Linked DNA regions of Gasterosteus aculeatus: region 2 is linked to region 1. The links are chromatin contacts, called in public Hi-C maps. All regions are on one chromosome and are shown on one strand. The core of a region is the stretch at or near the end of the contact, and the rest is flanking DNA. Distances in the headings are between cores, read along the strand shown.

The links. A called contact is a pair of places that touch in the nucleus more often than the background predicts.
Region 2: a contact with region 1 is called in a Hi-C map of whole body, with 2.6 times the contacts expected there. The contact joins the enhancer-like site here to the promoter of nbeab in region 1. A contact is called at or near these places in 5 of 6 Hi-C or Micro-C datasets (liver, skeletal muscle, tail fin and 1 more).

What each region holds. Positions count from the first base shown.
Region 1 is chr1:14,400,797-14,406,555 of fGasAcu3.hap1.1, reverse strand. nbeab (neurobeachin b) reads right to left here and starts at 2,454. Exons shown (of 57, transcript XM_078098576.1): 1 at 1,860-2,454. The coding sequence starts at 2,120. stard13b (StAR related lipid transfer domain containing 13b) reads right to left here. Exons shown (of 18, transcript XM_040173495.2): 18 at 4,824-5,759. The coding sequence ends at 5,645.
Region 2 is chr1:14,468,265-14,474,023 of fGasAcu3.hap1.1, reverse strand. It overlaps nbeab (neurobeachin b), which reads right to left. Exons shown (of 57, transcript XM_078098576.1): 18 at 5,254-5,362; 19 at 5,081-5,162; 20 at 4,823-4,946; 21 at 3,976-4,168; 22 at 2,828-3,826; 23 at 1,815-2,032; 24 at 1,563-1,716; 25 at 499-679. Among protein-coding and RNA genes, the nearest start is that of LOC120820258, 7.5 kb to the right of the region's middle. Within about 2 kb of position 3,108, at least 1 of the 9 cell types and tissues checked has open chromatin away from gene starts, as enhancers often do.

The DNA of each region.
Region 1 (5,759 bases), core at 1,205-3,704:
GAAGGAATATCCAATTCGATTTTCTCATTTTGACAGCAGCAGCGGGTCAGCTGCCAGCTTGCAAAGAGGGTGACTCTAAATCGCACATCTTAACACGAAAAATGTGATTAGGTGTGTATGACTTATGTGTGTGGTCAGAGCTTGGGGCGACTTTGGCCTTATACTGTGTGTACAGCTGATGCTCCAACTGAAAAAACATGCAAACAGTGTTTTATACCTTAGAAAACATTTTGTTTTTCTTAATAGTAGAACTCTGTTATGATACACCCTATCCAATATCAACCTAGTAAGTCAAATTTAGTTTCTGAGTAATTTGGAAGAAAGTGTGAGCCAAAGAGGGCTTTTTAGTGGTTGATCTAATAATAAAATGAAACTCTATGCATGTCAACCCAAAGACAAACAGGCAAACTTTCCACACTCCTAATGTGTTTGGAAGACCCTGAACAGGAACGATGCAGTGAGTTCATTATTCAATGTCATTTTGATTTGACAAAAAAAAAAAAAAAAACCTGGCAGAGAGTGACGCACAGAGCTGTGGTTTTATCTGGAGGGGTTTTGTGTCGGATTCAATTGTGATTCACCTTTCTGAAGGGCAGGGACCATTTCATAAATCAAAAGGACGTGGCTGATGTCCAATCTTGAAAATTTCAGGCAAGTTGTCCCAAGAACTACAAGAACTGTAGCTAAATAACAAGTTTAAAAAAAACTAAATACAAACACTATTTTTCAAGAGAGACGACCCTGGTGTGAACATCCGACAGGTATGTTTGGATAAAGTGCACTCTGCTGCAAAAAAGAAATAATCTAAATCTAAGAGACAACCAGAATAATGAAAAATTATATTTAATAAACAAGATGATGCACATGGTAGGAACATGCACGGTAGGAAACGGGGGGGTGGGGGGGGGGGGGTCTTCCTTGTGCACATTTCCCATGACTATAGCACACTGCTGGAAGTGGGAGCGAGGTGTCAGTGACGCCAGCTACTGTACAACTCTCGTGTTCGAACATGCCAAAGGCTACAATTTGTCTTGCTCCACAGAGTGGATTTCTGTGCCAGAACAGGTTGTAATCAATCTCTGGTGTTCCAACAAGAGGAGGCCAGCCATTACGCACAGGCTCTTTAGTGTGGCATCCCTGCAGATTGTCAAGGCAAAAGGTGCGAGCTGGCTCTACAATCTCTGCATATTATCCTGCTGCCGACGCTGTGATACCATCCGTTCAAACACTCGTGCATGCTGGTTTGAAAAGTGGAGGGAGAGCATATCTTTGGACAGCATACACATACGGAGTCAATATGAATCAGGGAAGAGTGTGATGACTTTAGTTGGGGGAAGAAAAGGTCCAGCAAGAGTACTTGTTGTATACGACACGCTGCAGAGTTGAATGGTTAGAATTGGCCAAATTATCATCAAACACTGGTAAACGATTCAGCCCTCTCATGATGGATGCTTGTATTTCAGGGGTACCAGACTACACCCCGAAAACAGCTGAAAACCATGGCATGAAATTCCAAGCAGGTGCACGTTCCCACTTACTGACATCATCCACCCCTGTGTGTCTCATTTAGAAGCATCTATAAAGGAGCTGGGAACTTTGTTCAACTTTAAAAAAAACAACTTCCCCACTGGTTTCTCCTCTTCACTCAGACAATATTTTCTGTGTGCACAGATTTATGGCCGTCTACTAAAATGTTCACGCATATCAGTAGTGCGAACAATTAATAATCATTTGCACATTCTAAAACAAAAGATACATTGTACGATGTGTCAATTATGTCCATTACTGTTGCCCCTGGATGAGGATTACAGCATTAAGATCCAGTCCCGGAATGGTAAAGAGGACACGCGTTTACTTACCAGATTCAGCACCGTTTCAACGATGTCCCGGTTGTTAACCTCTCCAACCTCGATCAGTCCGACGACAACGGCGAATTTCATTTTAATATTCCGGATCGGCACCGACGGGTCGATGGTCCCAGCCGGGAAGACCATTGAACCCGAGCCGGCCATCATCATCATCATCACCGGTGGCTCACCGGCGGCAGAAGCGCCTGCGGCCGCAAGTTGCCTCTGACCGGCAGCGGGTCGTCGGTCCGAGAGAGACATCGAGCCCGGCATCGTCACCAGTCTCCCGCTTGTCCTTTCCGCCAGAACCGGGCGGCTTCGGACTCTTAATTAAAACGCGTTTTTATCCTCGCAATGTTTCCATCCACTGCTTTGGAGCATCAACAACAACAAAAAAAAAGGTGAGGTGAGAATACTCGCGAAAACAAAACCCAAACAAGAAATGGAGAGAGGACGAGAGACAGAGGGAGTTCCCGGGAGGGAGTCCGGTGTGTTGTCGGCGCCAGCGAAGTAGACTGACAAGCCGTGCGTGCGGGACAGCTGTCTTTAATGCGTGTCTTCCCGCGTCCGTGCCGCCGGCGCCGCCGCGTTGCCGCCCCCTGCCTGCGGTGCCGCTCACCGCGCGTGCGCTCGCTGCGGCGACGCAGCCGGACGGCGGCTCGCTTCTAATGGAAAGGTGAACCGCGCAGGTGTGAGGAGGAAACGCCCCCCCCCCCCAAAAAATGACAGCCGGAAGTTGCCTGCGTAGCACTTTACCTTCTACCTGCGTGTTGCTCATACCTGCAGGAATACATTATACTGTTTAATTGGGAAATGGTGATGGGAAAATAATAAATGTTCATAGTTCGGCTTGAAATGCGCATGCGCCTTTGCTTCAACAACTGTAGATATTTAAGTTACAAGTTGTGCCTATCATTGCCATAAAGCTGTTGGTGCTGCGCTTGATATGTTTTACATTATAACATATGACGTTTTAATGGTATTGGCTATTGCTTTTACTCTTAAAGGGGTTTATATAATAAGGATCCCTCTCTGCAGACACTGAGCCATTCAGAACGTTGTTATTGTTACCATCATATTTATACCACATTGTCTCCCTCTCTACACATCAATGTGTTCCAGTTTTCAGTGCAGTTTGAGTTCCACTTTGTCGATGAGGAACATGGGTTGTGGGGATAGTATTGTGAGATTAATTCTCTAGGTCAATATTTCTCCTAATGATTCCGATGAGTTATCAGGGTCTGCCTGTTGGCACATCACATTGAATTGAAATTACAAACATAGTTTAGGGGATTTACAAGACAAAACATTTTGTTCTGGCATTTTTACTGCCTTTTGTCTGGAATGTTTTTGAGATAATAATCATCATGACTTCTCCAGTGTCTCACTCGAGGCTAATTAAAATGTCCCTAAAGCCTTATGGTGAAAATATTTACAGTACGCAATAACGAATAACAATGACCAAAAAAAGCCTTCAGGTTTCCATAATTATACAAAAAAGACTGACACAGACAGCTTGAAAACAATCCTGCCTATCGTCCGACAGCCAGGTGAGATCTCACGCAGCCTCACTATTAAGTAGCTTTGCTGCTCTATAAATACATCTATTATCATCTCGTGATGTTGGTTATTCTTATCTCACTGCGGTCTTATCTTCCGTTGTCTCTATTAATCAGAGTTCTGTCTTTGGATCAGCAAGTGACTTAGAGGTCTTGAAGTCAATGGAGGGGTATGATTTGGTATTTGCCATTCACACACTAAGAGCATGTTAGGGAACTGAATCAGAAGAGTAGATCCAGACTCAATATCAATAACAATGTGAGGGGAAGGCCTCTCACAGCAACTTCTAACTGTATTCTGAATTATCTCTTTGAATAGTTTCACTATGTCTGAAATGCCACAATCTGAAATTTCACCTATGCAAGATTAAAAGATACCGCATTTGAGCAGTTTTCTACTCACAGTCATTTAATACTCAAAAGAATGGGTAAATATTTAACAGCCGGCATCTTTCAACTGAATTACTTTGGAAGCTCCATTAGTGCATGTGTAATAGTTTGAAAACATAAACAGTCATTAGTTATTTTTACAGTGGAGAGGTACAAATGTACCTGCACAACCTATCGAAAACATCTAGAAAAACTCAATAAAAACGTGGACTTAAATTCTATAAAATGAGGTATATTCTGCTGATCAGAAGGGGCCATCTAGTGGACAGATTAGGCAATCAACCAGGTGTATGTGTTAATCCAAATATTTTACCTTACCATACAATTTGTAAGGAAAGGCCAGGCCAAACTAATCACAGTCAGCAATAGCTTTTTTAACCACTACATGTCTGCAATAAAAATGAGGTGCAACCTCCAATACAGTGTCCATGTAAGTCCGTTGTCCATTTGCACTGCGGTCATGTATTCTTTCTTTAAATGTCCAGCAGAGGGCCCAGACCAGTGTGAGTTTGCCTGTGCAACCTAGTAGTCCTAAATCAATGTGGAAGCATGTGGAATTTAAACATGTTCACGGTTTAATAAATAACAGGTACAATAGGGTTTTGAGGACGTTGCAGCTCAGCTCAGAGACTGTGACTAAACGGGGAAAGAGCGAGCTGGCTTCGCCATAAAGCAAAGTATACAACATGCAAACAATCCAAATGGTAGCTGGAAGTTGTCAGTTGTGAAGTGTGTGTGTGTGTGTGTGTGTGCATGAGTGTGTTTGGCAGTCGATTGCAAGTAACTGAATGGCAGCCCGTGCCATGCCAGTGGTATAAAAGATCCCCCCCCAGATTCATGCATGGCTCGTCCAGCTGATGTCCCTCCAAACAACACCTGCAACAAACAACCACAGCAGTGTACGGGAGGAGGAGGGTCCTCACCACTCCTTTACAGGTCAGCAGATTGCCATTGTTTACTAAAAAAGGCCTGTTTTGTCTTTTTGATGTTGCAAGCAGAGGAAGGATCAGTGCGTACTAATATTTGATCATTTTTATCATTTTATTAAAAAAGTATATCTCCTGTACGTAACACGGCACAATGCAGTACCCTTAAGCAGGTATGATCAAGTCAAACCTTAAGTCATTCTTTTCACAACCATGGGAGCTCAAAGTTGAATAAAATTACACCCATTCCAAGATGGAAATACTGGAGCAAAGTAAAACCAGCTTACAATTTTTATGCCACTTGTATCACAGAAGGGTGGACACTGTGAAATAATCAATATATAGGATATCAACATATGTACTATTTATCCCTTCACATATATACAATATATATACATCTTTTTTGGATGTACAGTATATTCACACACACACACACACACACACACACACACACATATATATATATATATATATATAAATAGCCTACATAATATTTTAGCTTTAAATCTGAAAATGAATAACATGAACATGCTTCCCAGAAGCATTTAAAACCTTGAATGTCCTTGACATTGTAGATTAAAGTAACAGTAATAAAATATTATTAAAGATAATAATTATAACATACAGGTTTATCAACATTATGGTAAATAGAATACTATGGCTAAGGACATTGGCAGGATGATTAATTTCCCGGTGAGTACTTATGCTCAGCACCAATAAGATGTCCTCTTTTGTCATTGTGCAAGTACAGAGGAGCTCAAAATAGTATACAGAGCATTTCTACCCTGGACAAAAAAAGGAAAACGTTTCAAACTGTGCTTTAGTTCTGGGGTCATGTCTATGCTTCATGTCTGCCTGTTAGCAATGACTCAAAGGCTCAATCTTGATGTCAAGGCTGAGCAGACACAATTGGCAAACAGTTTCAGATTTTGGTCTCTGGGCCGTCTGTGATTAGCGGCTGAAAGGAGTTGCGTATCCGGGCAGCTTCTGCAGCACAAAGGTGACCAAAGGCTTTGTTGTACCAGTCCGGAGTCCTT
Region 2 (5,759 bases), core at 1,859-4,358, 67 kb before region 1:
GTCGATTCAATACAACTGAATTGACTCATTCTGGACTTGTATTTAAATGTAATACATCAAATCTATATTTGGTACACAGACACATTTAAACAACCACAAGGGCAGAGAAGACCTTGTGAGTTTTATGACGGACACAAAAGGCTACTATTTGCAAAGATTACCCAGTTGCACTGCAAATTAATCTCGCTGCATGTTATAAATTCCAATTTCCATTTGTGACTCGTGGAAACTGCAGCAAAACGCTGCACATTCCTCAGTTTAGCATAAATTCAGCAAATTACTTTGATTAGTTTTCAACGATCAATCAGGATCTCTGGAGATTAGGAGAATTAGTAACATGTGAAGAGAATACAATCACGGTACTTTCCAGCTCATCAACTTTTCCACTGGTTAAAAAAAAGGCACTCGCCACAAAGAAATTTAAATTGTTTTACCGTCTGCGTACTGCAGTGACTCATGTTCAGATCTACGACAGAAAACCCACAAGCAGGATCTTACCGAGCCTGAGGCACTGTCGCATCAAGCCACCGGACGACATGTTCTTCTCGGCCTCAATCTCACTGAAGTTGAGGGAGCTTGAGAACACCAACACGTCCACCATGACCATGAGACGGGACAGGAAAGTGATGGCGGTCTCCGAGGACATGCCCTGCGTGGCCTCGATGTTCTCCACCTCCGTCTTGCACAAGCAACAAGGAAGAAGACAGCAGTCACACAGTGCAAATGTACAATATCGGCTGTACCTCATTCTCACCTTTGGCTGCAATTAAAGAATTTCAGAAATGTTCATTTGAATATTGAATATTCTTGATAACCACTGTGGTGGGTGCAGTTGAATTAAGGACAGAGACACTCGGTGGCAGGTCAGAAAGACGGCAGCAACAAGGGCCTTTAGTATTACATGAGGCTGTGCAGTGTCTATAAGGAGGAGGAGATAATATTCAAGAGTTTAATTTAAGATCAGCTGACCATGTTACTCCACCCAGGGTTATATTTGATCAAACATTTTTTTAGAGATTGAGTCAATGCAAACCCCTTTATTAGAGCTCATTACCTTTGTGTTGAAACATGTAAAGATTTTCAAAGTCAACGATTAAAGTGTGAAATCTGCAGCAGTCCACAGGGATAGCGCATTTTTAGATCTATTTAACGAGTGTTAAGCACTAAAGGGTTGTGAATACAGTAATTAATAGAGAAGGAGAAATTAAAATAGAATAAATAACCATGAAGCTAGGGATTGCATGGATAAAAAAAACCTAAATAAGATGATCAAAATCCATTTCAGTTCAAGAGCTAATTAAATCTGATAATTAAAGTGAATCAATGAAAGAAAACTTCTCTGTGTGTCAGTTATTTCAAAACTATTCCAAAGTAATGTCTCTAGCATTAATTGTAGCAGTTTGACGCTGAGCAAAAAGATGTACACACATAAGTGTTATTTTTCACCCAAACATGCTGTCCTGTATCCTGTACACCACGGAGAGCCATAGATCAAATAGTTATAACAAACTACCACTAGATGGCAGTATCACCCCACAGCAAAGACAGTGAGCGGCACTTACGGTGGGAGAGGTGGCCGCTGAGAGAAGGGGCAAGATCCCTCCACAGGCGATGATGATGTTGTCTACCATTTGTGAGATCAGGTGGATCGTGTTGTGCACAAAAATGATGTTTTCATTACTATTAACAAAATCCATGACAGATTTGGTGGAGTGGCTGTAGGGGAGGGAGGGCAAAACAAACACTAGTATGGGTAAAAGCATTTTTCACAAATTCTATCTCTCTGTCCACGTAGATACACATAAAAACCTCACCTCCTCCAGACGAGGACGTCGCTCTCCAGTGCAAACAGCAGGTCAGTGAGCAGTCTCTGGTGCATGGCTGACCATTTGAACTCAGGGATGCGGAACATGGTGGTGCGCGGGCCGGGACTGAACTGCCGCCGCTGTTCCTCCGTCATCGGTGTCCCCCCGAAGCCCAAGTCCAGCTGCATGTCCCTCTCCATTTGAGTAGTTAGGTGGCCATGGACACTCTGATGGGAGACCAATAAATCAGTCAAATAGAGTAAACATCAACATTTTCTAATTCTAATTCTAATTGTTATGTCAAAGATCGTACCCTTAAGGAGATTTAATGCTACTGCGGTGCTATTCCCTTTAAATCATGCAAGATTAAAGCGCTTCTTCAGATAACATCTTCCTGCCTGTGGGTGAGGAAAGATAAAACAGGCCTAATACAACTCCAAAGTCTAATGAGTCAGCAAGGTGCCTCAAAAAAAAAAAAAACACCGGTGAGAAAAGGGACATGAGCAATTAGACAAGTTTAAAAATAAGGCATGACTCCCAGCGAGCCTCTATCAGTGACCCAGTCTAAGCAAAGCACCTGGCCTCTGAGAAAGCGCACAGCTCATACGAGAGAGAAGCGGAACCAGGAACAAATCCCGGGCGACGTCTGCAGAATAATGCTTTGTCTATTTCTGCCCATTGGTTGGCTCAGAAGACTATTCCAACAGCCCACTTTCCCCGAGTCTCATGGGGATGTTGGCTGATGTCCCCCAGGCCATCCTGTCTCCTTTTGGGTCTGTTAACACAGAACTGTTCACGACAGGCCAACACATCCTGACAATGGCAAATGGTCTCCCCACTCAGTCTTCACTTTGGCGTTTCCCTGTTTCAGTACTCATTGATCCTCCCTGTTACATCCCCCTTTGACAACCCTGTTCTTGTTATTCTAAACCTGGTGAAGCCAGTGAACCTCTAGTATCATTCGCTCATGTGAAAGTCAATTCACGTACACAAAGTAAACAGTCATTCAGCTTCGGACCAACCTGCGTGGTGGCAGTCGTCTGGATCTTGTTCACCTCCTTGTCTTTGCCGTCCTCTAATCTCTCGGTGTCGGAAGCGCCGGTTGTTGCATCTGCTGTGCTGCTGATCTCAAAAGATGTGGGATGCCCTTTGTATGCGGCTGAGGCGGTACCCTCTGTGACCTCTGGCCTCGTGGACGAGGACTCAGATTTGGCAACAGCCACGGAGCTGATGCCCGCCAAGGCGGCCTGTAGTTCATACTCATCCTGCTCCAAAATACTGTGCAAGGAGCCAAGTTCGGAGCCGCCCGTCATGCGTGCAAGAAGGCCCAGTTCATCACTGGCACTGGTGTGGACTGGAGGCTCTGGCCTGTGCAGTAGCAGAGGCTCAGCTGTACCAAGATCAGACAGTGACTTGTCTTCCATGCTGCCGGCCGCCTTGCCACACAGGAAATGGTTGCTGTTGGGGATGCTGTCCTTGTAATCATCTAGAGTAATTAGAGGGGGTGCATTCTCCTCATCCATGCTGCACTTTGACAAAAGCACACTGTTGACATTACTGTTGAGCTTTTCCACGGCAGCACAATAAACATTATTCAACAGAGAATCCACCTCCACCAGGGCTCCATTCTTAGATACTCCCAGATTTTCAGAGGACAAGTCTAGATCGTCTAGCTTGACCTCAGTAGCTTCCACCTTTTCAGCCTTGATGTCCACCAGGAGGTCTTGAACTTCGACCCTGACAGCCTCCACCGTTCCTCTGAGAGCTTCTTCGGGCCCCTTTCCTTCAGCCAAAAGATTGCGTGAGTCGGCACTCTCGAAGTCCTTTTTACTCTCAGGTGTCTGCGAGTTTTCGTCCGTCTCTCGGATTTCACTTTGGCCAATGAGGCCAGACGTCTGAGCAGATAGACCGGAGATAGTGCTGACCAAACCCTGCTTTCCTTTCTTAATATTCTCCTCTTCCTGGCGCTGGTACTCTTCATACATTTTAGCCAAGTACTCTTTATGTGCTTCATATGTCACCTATAAAAAGAGGAACATGATATACATTTAGGATAGAAATGACTGTTTGGATCCTTTTAGAATAAGCACAGTTAAGATGAGGCAACTTAAATTAAAAGGTCAACAGCAGAGGTCAGTGTTTCCATGTTGTTATACAGGACAGGGCTCACCTTAGAGTGAGCTATAGAGAGTGTATCCACCCACACGCGCCATCCTCCCCACTCATACTTGATGGCATGGTAGAGTAGAATACGAAAGATGTTATACACCATCTCAGTGATCTTCTGCTCCTCAGAGTTTTTAGGGTTGATGTAGCCAAGAGAAAACATCCAGTCCTGCCACACGGAGCACTGAAGCAGACACCTGCAATATGTACATCCTCACACATTCAGATATATGTAAACCAGATTATAGAAACTTGCATTATCTATAAAAAGAAAAACATGTAGTGTGGATGTATCACGCAGCATTTAGACCTACTACTCTATCTGCTTTTGCTCAGCATCCTTCTGGTGCTTTTGGCCTTTTGATATCAACATAATAAGAGATTGTTTTGAAGTTTGGCCATTCATATTTTCATTTGTTTGTTTAAGTTGGAGCAACAACATATAGTATACATACTGCAAAAAAAGAGGGGAAGAAAGGGAAAACCAATTACGACTTTTTTTATTTAACGGTTTTACAAGAAGCTCTTTCTGCCTATTCGTTTTTGGCTAATTATGCTGTTGATTTAAATGAATTGCAATATGTTTTCAAGCGAGTGTGAGCGTGTGTGCAGGTAGTGAAAAATTGAATAAGCAGCAATGAGCAGCTGTCAAAAACTGTCACGGAAACATCTGCTGGAGGACATGTGTACGTCTAAGGATGATTTAGCACCAACGTCCCTGTAGCTACTCTATCCTCCTAAACATGGCACAAATAGGGGGAACGGGGTGCCATTCTTCTCTTTGATACAGTAATCAGCAAGATGATGGAGTGCGTCAGTAAAAAAGGTTACGTGGTATAAGTCCTGCTCACCGTCTGTTCTCGCGGCTGTTTCCGAACAGTTTGATCATATCTGAAAGGAAGAGCCGCCGAACTTCCATCAGCTCGTTGCTGGGGGCGGAGTTCTTCAACAAGCTGGCAATCACCTTGAGAATCACTAGGAATCACATGCAAGCAAACATATAGTATGAGTATAGTATTGTATATAATACAATATATATATACTTTTTTGCTTCTTCTCCCAAGTACTTTAGAAAGAATAAAACTCAAAGTGTCACATAAGAGACATACTTGGGTTTTGAATCTTGACAGTGGAGTCGGGCTCGGGATGCGGTTTGTGAACTACCTGTGTGCACACCTGCTCCGTCAGAATCTGGTGCAGGGAGTGGTGAGAAGACATTCAGCACAGAGAACAATCGTGCAGTAACGTTGGGACATTTGAGAGTACAAAAAGGTTGCGTCACCTCGTACAGAGTGTTGTAGGTCGTAACAGTCACAGTGTTCGTGTGCACCATGAGCCTCTCTCCCAGGAGAGTAAAGAGGCTGTGTGTGTGCATGATCTCCACCTTTCTCCTGGGGATAAACAAACACAAACAATACAAAACACGCACATAATGGCAAAGTGACTGGTTTAGAGCTCCCTAAGCCACTGAAAGGATCAACTAGTGCCGACAGCTTGCTTCCCTGTTCTCACCCACGGGGAGCTCGGCTCCTGAGACAAGTGTCAGAAATTGCCTTCTGTCAAAGATTGTGGAAATTCCGTTGGAGGTTTGTAGGGTAACGAAGTTGGCCTGTCACTAAGCAGGGCTCTATGATGCAACAGATGCATATCACAGGTTAATGGGTTAAACAGCAACAAACTACCCCTGCAAACAGCATAGGGGCGGCTGTCACAATGCTGAAGCTGCTGCCACGGCCTCAAGCCAAGTTGGGACTTTCCTGATTCGTTGCCAATGGTTTCTATTTTTTA